Regions from separate parts of the Pan troglodytes genome. Here region 1 is linked to region 2. A link is a contact called in public Hi-C data. All regions are on one chromosome and are shown on one strand. The core of a region is the stretch at or near the end of the contact, and the rest is flanking DNA. Distances in the headings are between cores, read along the strand shown. Region 1 holds the start of CTDSPL2 (CTD small phosphatase like 2). Region 2 overlaps FRMD5 (FERM domain containing 5).

Region 1 (4,070 bases), core at 381-2,880, 520 kb before region 2:
AACTGGGCGAAGAATGGGGAGACAAAGCAATCTACAATTTGAAAATTACACAGATAAATCCATCATTTCAAGTCACTAATTTGTATACCCACTGAAGAAATTCATCTTGGTACTGCGTTACCAGCATTAGGAAGATAAATCCCTGCCTCGGAGGAACATCTACTGAGTACGTTTCATTTCAGGATCTCAGGTAAGTTTACGAGCTCTTAGATCTCTTTAGGTTTCCCTAAGGTACGCTGAAGTGTTTAACATCATTCACACATCCAGCCACCACTAGGGTGAGAAGTAAATAAACAAGATTTACTTATGCAATTATTTACCACAGAACTCTGGCCAAGAATGCAAAAGTAAACACCCATACAGACATTTAAAATCCAAAGAAAGCAGAGAATATTAAGGATAATAAGGTTCACTCTAACTGACCACTGTGGAAACCAGAGGCCTTCCACATGGACTGTTCTTTACTACCACTCCCGATTTGAAAAAGTAACAATGTCAACTCGAGATTTTAACAGTACAAAAGATAAACAGAACTTAGTCAAATCCCTTCTTCCAGATTCTGAAAAGGTGTTTATAAGAACTGAGATAAGAGCAACGCCCCCCTAAAAGCACCCTACTCGAAAGAATGAAATGCTGAAAACATCAGGTGGGCCAAAAAGGTTAAAAAAGCTAAACTTCTAACTTAATTACCCAGAGGTTGGGACTAGGAACGTGAGATCGGAGTGGGGGTGGGTAGCAAAGTGAAATCTAACCCCAGAAATCACAACGCAGGCCGCAACCTAGGAGGTGAAGCTGGCGGGAAGTGAGCTCCCTTTCTGTTCCCAGGGGAAAGTCCAGAAAGGAGCGGCTCCGCACAGTGGACGTACGAGGCGCCAAAGAGTGCATGCCTACCCAGGCGCCAGAGCCGCTGGAGGACCAGGTTTAGAAGGGGAGGAGATCCCGGCAGACGGCCCTGGAAGAGGAGGAGGACTAAGATTGGAAGCAGCGGCGGCGTCTGGACGAAGGGGATTACCTAACTGTGACGACAGAGAAGTGTCCTCAGGCTCCGGCGATGGTCCCGACTGCGCAATGTGTGGTGTCTTTCCCGCTTACCCCGCAGCAGCAACAGAACCAGCTCCTTCAGCCAGTCGCCATTTCCCGCCTACCGACCTGCTGCACCGCACGGACAGGGACCCGGATGGAAAGCGGCCTCTCCGCGCAGGCGCCCTGACTTCCTCCTCCCCCTCCCGCCACAATTCCGCGAGGTGGGAGGGAAGGAATGCGGGCAGCCACAACGGCAACAACAACCAAAAAAACACTTTTACTTCCGTGAAGAGCGTTGAAGTTCCTTACGCCGGAAGAAACTCTCTAGTCTGAATCCCGGAGAAAAACTGAACACAAGGCCTTAGTACTGGGTCGATTAAGAAAGGACAAAACCTATCAGGATAAGCAAGGGCCTGGGGGATATTTGTACATTAGGGGCCTCCGTAGCCGGCTGTGTAGTGGTCGCAGGGGGAGTAGGGAGTAAAGCGTTAGGAGTGGAGAGGCGGGGACCCGACGGACGGTTTTTCCTCCCGCTCCTAACGGAACTGCTTGGGCAGAGCTGGGAGGGGGAGCGCGCCCTTGCCCCGGAGGCGGGGCTTAGGAACGCGTAGTGCACCCTGGCGGCTAGGGTTTAGTAACTGTGGGCGCGCTGGGTAGGTGGAGCTGAGGGGATAAGGCGGGACTAACGGCTTGGCGCGCTGGAGGAGGTAGTTTGTAGGGAGCGCTGCCTGAGGCCGGGAGAAAGCGAATCTGGCGCCTTTCCTGGGATTTCGGTGGCCCTTGAAGGTTCCCTTTCCAGCTCATTGCCTAGAGGGCGTAGCAGTCGCTTTTGGATCATAAATATTCATGCCCTTCGACTCAACCCTATGTTGGCGGTGATTCTGCAGGTTGAAAACTCGGATCTTTCAGGCCAGTGGGCTCCCACCTGCGACCCTAGGTCAAAGGACGGTCAGCTCCACAGAGTGAAAATGTATCAGTCCGGAGAATCCAGTTCTAGTGGGGTATCGGAAAACCAAGCCTAGTGTTTGGAAGAACATTTTTCACTGAAACTCCAAGCCACTCTCCTTATTCAATCAAGAAATATTTATTGAAAAAATAACTAGGTGCGACGGGTAAAACAGTGAGCCAGGCAGACACGGACACTGCCTTCCCCAAAGGTAATGATTTTTTTTTTTTTTTTTTTTTGAGACGGAGTCTTCACTCTGTCGCCCAGGATGGAGTGCAGTGGCGCGATCTCGGCTCAAACCTTCACCTCCCGGGTTCAAGCGATTCTTCTGCCTCAGCCCCCCGAGTAGCTGGGATTACAGGCGCGCGCCACCACGCCCGGCTAATTTTTGTATTTTTAGTAGAGACGGGGTTTCACCACGTTGGTCAGGCTGATCTCGTACTCCTGACCTCGTGATCCGCCCGCTTCGGCCTCCCGAAGTGCTGGTATTACAGGCGTGAGCCACCGCGCCCGGCCAAAGATCATAATCTATTGAAGAAGACACCCAAGTAAACAGAATTTAAAAACTGATAAAGCGAATACAAGGATGGCATGATAGGCGTTGTAAAACACATGAGAGTGCCGGCGAGGGGGTCTGGGAAGGTTTCGTACAATAACATCTGAGACAAAAAGGAGGAGTTGGTGTTGCAGGGGAAGAGTGTCTGGGTAAAGGAAACAACAGACGGAAAAGTCCAAATATGAGACTGTGTTGAGCCATTGGAGAAGTAGTTCTGTGCGCTAAGAAAAGAGGATGGGAGGGCAGGGGGAAGATGGCAAGAGAGGCTGAGAAGTAAGCAGAAATAACATACCGTTGTGAATCTCATTATTTCGAAGTATGGAGCAGGTGGGTTGTCTTCTGAAAACCTTGTATACTACAAGATTCTTCTGTCAGAGTTCATTTGCACCGTAAATCTTCCTAGTGCAAAAATGCTCTGAATGCGACATTTATTGGGAGCTGGTGGTATACACAGCACAGAACTATTAATAGTAACAGTCCACACACAAAAAAATAGATTCCTGAAAAGTTCAATGGAATCCAACAAATAATTAGTTTATCCAGAGTGTATCATGGAAAGCAGTAAAATACCAACTGAACAGTTACCCCATTATTACTAAAGGTTATTTTATTTATTTATTTATTTTTAGAGGCAGCGTCTCACTCCATTCCCCAGGCTGAAGTAATTAAAGCTCATTGCAACCTCAAAATCCATGGTTCAAGCCATCTTCCTGCCTTGGCCTCCCAAAGTGCTGGGATTACAGGCCTGAGCTACTGCACACAGCCCCTAAAGTTTTGTTTTGCTTTTTGTTTAGAGACAAGGACTTCCTCTGTACCCCTGGCTTGAGTGCAGTGGCATGATCATAACTCACTGCATCCTTAAACACCTGGGCTCAAGTGATCCTCCCACCTCAGCCTCCCAGTATCGAGGACTGGCTAATAAAGTTATTTTTAAATCAGGTAAAAATTAGAAATATTTCTGGGGGAAAAAATTTCCAAGAAATCGTTATTTCAAACCTTCACGTTCCTAAAACTTAAGTAAAATATGCTATTTCCAAAGAGCACTTTTATATGCATTTTGATTCTCCTAACAACCCTATGAGGTAGGTAAAATAGGTGGTATTTGTTCCCTGCCTTTCAGTTGAAGACACTGAAATTTGAAAAAAGAAGAAAAACATGCCATATCCAAAGACAGTCACAATCATCTAGTAAGAAATATAATAGAGACTCAAGCCCCTATTCTGCTCATTATACCACCTCTTATGGCAATATTATTACCATTGTTAAATTTGGTAAGTTTAGGGCCAGGCCATAATCTCAGCACTTTGGTAGGGTGAGGTGGGAGGATCATTGTATCTCAGGTTCAAGACCAGCCTTGGCAACATAGTGAGACCTTATCTCTATTAAAAGAAAAATTATTAAGTTTAGAAAGGTTGCTGATAGTAAGCCTAAGTCCATTTGCAATTTTTAACATTTTAACACCATTTTTTCACAAGGGATAATTGTTATGTTCTGCTTTTTACCTTAATTTATATCCCATGGTCTCTCTCCTAGCCTCCTTTTCTG
Region 2 (4,109 bases), core at 985-3,484:
AGAACACAAGGTCAGCTCTCTGTCTCTCTGCATAGACTTGAATGCCAACCCAATGTGTGCACCTGGAAAAACAAAGGTGGACATGCTCCTGAAGGGCCTGCCCTCTGCCCAGCCCACAGCCGTGCTCAGAATCCACTGTTTCTTATAAATCTGATGTGTATTTTGGCTTTTGCTCTGTGTGCTAATCTCTTGTTGTTTTGTCAGTGATGATTTACCTGTCTCCACAATTGTTTTCTTCCACCTTCCTTTTGAAAGCGGAGATTGGGGATTATGACTCAGGGAAACACCCTGAAGGCTACAGCTCCAAGTTCCAGTTTTTCCCTAAACATTCAGAGAAGCTGGAAAGGAAAATTGCCGAGATTCACAAGACAGAACTGAGGTACGTGGCACTTAATCAGGCCCAGAACACTGTGGCTTCTCCACAGCCTGAGCACGCAGGCTCCACGCCATGTCTTCTGTTCTTGCAGACTGTTTACTGACACAGAGTGATGCTCCCCAGCCTTCCTGACCGCGGATGTACCATTGTCAGTGATACACTGACAGCACAAGTCACAGCCACAAGCCCTGTAGGCTCCCTCTCCAAGAAAAGCGATTTAGCCTGAAGCTTAAAGACAAGGGAGAAGTTGTGTTATAGGGGAAACAGAGAGGGATTGGCCTTTGAAAGGCATCTGCCTCACTATGATATTTAATGAAGATACAGAGGAAAGCATGAACTGGGGAAAAGGAAAAGATAAAGGAAATTGCATAAGATAAAAAAGATGAAAGAAAAAGGCCAGGCGCGGTGGCTTACGGCTGTAATCCCAGCACTTTGGGAGGTCGAGGCAGATGGATCACCTGAGGCCAGGAGTTCAAGACCAGCCTGGCCAACATGGTGAAAACCCATCTCTATTAAAAATACAAAAATTAGCCAGGCATGATGGCAGGTGCCTGTAATCCCAACTACTCCGGAGGCTGAGGCGGGAGAATCGCTTGAACCCAGGAGGCAGAGGTTGCAGTGAGCTGAGGTTGCGCCATTGCATTCTAGCCTGGGTGACAGAGCGAGACTCCATCTCAAAAAAAAAAAAAAAAAAAAAAAAAAAAAGGAGAGGTTGAGTGAGGATGTGAAAAAGGGCAGGCTTCTGCTCTTAGTCTGTGACGGTGTGACAGGTGGCTTCTCAGTGGAGGATGGAGTGCGCAGGGCTGATTCATAAATGCTGAGGGTGCCTTGGGAGCACTCTGGTTCAGAAGTATGTCCTCAGCCCCGCCTAACTCAGGCCCCCCCATACCCTACCTGGAGTCCCCGACTTTGCACAGAGAGAAGTGGAGGAGACGTGGCTTCAAGTTTGGAGCCTCATCTTTCTCAGCTTCTCTTACTTTGCCCAGAATATGCTGAATACCATAAAACAGCATTAATGCAGCCTTTCACCCACATGAAGTAGGATTTTCTACAAAGCCTGATTTTAAAAAGCAACAATAGGGTGTTTGGGCTCCATTTGGTTACGGCACAGATTCCCCAAACTGACAAACTATGAGGAAAAAAGGGATATAGAATGCAGTGTTGGCCAAGCGCAGTGGCTCACACCTGTAATCCCAGCACTTTGGGAGGCGGAGGAGGGCAGATCACCTGAGGTCAGAAGTTCGAGACCAGCCTGGGCAACATGGCGAAAACCCTGTCTCTACTAAAAATGAAAGTAAATAAATAAAAAAGCCAGATGTGGTGGCACACGCTTGTATCCCAGCTACTCAGGAGTCTGAGGCATGAGAATTACTTGAACCCGGGAGGTGGAGGTTGCAGTGAGCTGGAATTGCACCACTGCATGCCAGCCTGGGCCACAGAGCGAGACCCTGTCTCAAAAAATTAAAAATACAAAAAAGTTATGTTGTCATTATAATACATTACAGCTTTAAAAAAATATTTTAAAAGGTTTGTGTATCTACTGTTCCGAGGAAAGACTATGCCTGGCAACAGGGAGCAGAGCTGGATATTTCTAATGCTAATACTAAGCTTCAACTTGTTCCTTCCCCAACCACAGGCCCCCCAGAAACCCTTCACTCAATGATTTTACCAACAAATATAACCCAAAGCCTCCTTAGCCTTTGTAAACAGACCCCTCTGCCCATGCTTTGTGGCAGGAGGGGTTCCTGACCCTCCCAGCGGAATGGCGACACCGAACAAATGGAATCTTAGATGCTTCCCGCCCCTCTCCCTGGGTGTGCCTTCCCAGGTGCAGGACCCCATGGCTCCTCAAGTCACTCTGTTAGGGAATAGCGACCCCTTGTGGTAAAAATCAGAATAAACACGGGCCTGTGGTGTTGGGGGCAGGGGCCTCATGGTTCCTTCAAAGAGATCAGGGATGTGCTGGAACTGCCTGGAGGGCTTTAGGAGACATCAGAATAGTAGGGACAGCCCTCCAGAAACCTAGTTCAAAGCAGGGGATCCCCCAGGAAATGATGCCCGCTTTGAGGACCCTGGAGGTTTGGGCCAACTCCAAGGGTAAATGGAGCCCACAGGGCCCACTCCCCCTGCAGACAGAGGACACTCCCTGGAAAGGGAAGCTGTGCTCTAGCCAGCCCTTTGCTTGCCACACAGATATTTTCCTAACTTACCTTCCCTGTGCCTCAGGTACACTAGTGGATGCAGAAGTCTTTATTCACAGTAATACCCCCTTCCACAGGTACTTTTTCCACAGGTCCTGCCTCGTCTTCATAATGTAAAAATACGTCCATGCTTCCTTTATGCAACTGTGATATGGGCTTTTGAGAGCACAGACTGTATACTGTGTTTCTTCATATATTTTCCAGCAAGTAGCACAGAGGCTGGCACATAAAGGTGCTGCCTGACTAATGCCTCTCCAGAGGGACACTAGGGGGAATCTGGCCTGGGGTCAGCTTATCTTCCTGCCTGGCCATATCACCTGAGGCAAATGATAAGCTTAGAAACGAGCAACGTGCAGTCCTGTCCACCAGCCATCAGAGATGTTGACTTCACAAGCTGCCCACCCCTCCTCACTGAAGCCAAACCTGTAGCTATAGAAGTGTATCTGCTTTGCAGGGCTCTGGACCCAGGCAAGAGCCTGATGGTTATTCTGCCACTGGGTCTGCAATGAGCCCATCAACACACCTGCTAAAGAGGCAGTGGGAAGGGGTGATGCCAAAGGCCCCTTCAGATGGCCTGGAGCCGGAGCTGATCTCTGCCTTTTTCAGCATCTTTCGTTTTCCTGGTCATCACCCTATGGGCAGACAGCTGTTGTGGAGCATGGGAGCTCAGCACTGTCTCCTGCCTCTCCTCACCCTAATTTCCTGTGTTTCCTTTTGGCAAAGGAAGAGGGCTGGGTGGCACCAGCAAGCTATATGAGCCCCTTCTTTATATTTCAGTCTAGAACAGATCACATATGAGAAGCCTATGACCTGCCTCCAGCCTACAGATGTATTTTGTTTTACCCCATAGTATTTTAAATTGTGAAATACCACATAAAAATCAGTATCTCTGACTTTTCTTTTAAAATCACAATATCTAGCTAAGCCTTGCATTCTTTTTTTTTTTTTTTTTTTGAGACAGGGTCTCATTCTGTCACTCAGGGTGGAGTGTAGGGCTGTGACCATAGCTCACTGAAACCTCGCACTCCTGGGCTCAAGCAATCCTCCCACCTCCCACCTCAGCCTCCCAAGTAGTGGGCCCTGCATTCTCAGTGATGAGAATCTCAGAGTTAAGGTGGTGCTGCCACAGTCCCCACCACTCCCCATTGTTTACACTCAGCCCAAGTAATTCATTATGTAGCCTGCCTCACTCTGAAAACGTTTGAAGACAGTCAGAGACTCTAGCAGGAGTCTATGAAGTTGGTCCTAGAACCAAGCAGGGAGCACACCCTAGACAAATTGAGATGTGTGGCTCATCCTAAGCACATCTTCATAGAGAGTTTACCTCAGGGGAACCTGTGGGAACAAGACACCTTGAAATCATCTCATCTTCTTTATTCCAGTGGTCAAACACCAGCAACATCAGAGCTGAACTTCTTAAGAAAAGCACAGACATTGGAAACATATGGAGTGGATCCTCACCCATGTAAGGTAAGACCCCCTGGTTGGAGACTGCATGACCTTTCCTCCTCTAGAAGGCATCAGGAGCAAGA

What was found. A called contact is a pair of places that touch in the nucleus more often than the background predicts.
Region 1: a Hi-C map of stem cell-derived neural progenitor cells shows a contact between it and region 2, with 2.7 times the contacts expected there. The contact joins the promoter of CTDSPL2 here to the enhancer-like site in region 2. A contact is called at or near these places in 1 of 7 Hi-C or Micro-C datasets (stem cell-derived neural progenitor cells) and 1 of 1 datasets of contacts at active chromatin or transcription factors (stem cell-derived excitatory neurons).

The regions. Positions count from the first base shown.
Region 1 is chr16:36,401,713-36,405,782 of NHGRI_mPanTro3-v2.0_pri, reverse strand. It overlaps CTDSPL2 (CTD small phosphatase like 2), which reads right to left and starts at 1,630. Exons shown (of 13, transcript XM_001161793.7): 1 at 1,013-1,630. It also overlaps the pseudogene LOC104002289.
Region 2 is chr16:35,879,671-35,883,779 of NHGRI_mPanTro3-v2.0_pri, reverse strand. It overlaps FRMD5 (FERM domain containing 5), which reads left to right. Exons shown (of 16, transcript XM_063794901.1): 6 at 256-379; 7 at 3,960-4,047. Among named protein-coding and RNA genes, the nearest start is that of MFAP1, 79 kb to the right of the region's middle. Within about 2 kb of position 2,234, at least 5 of the 24 cell types and tissues checked have an H3K27ac peak or open chromatin away from gene starts, as enhancers often do. A contact at or near this core is called in stem cell-derived neural progenitor cells, where this site is marked.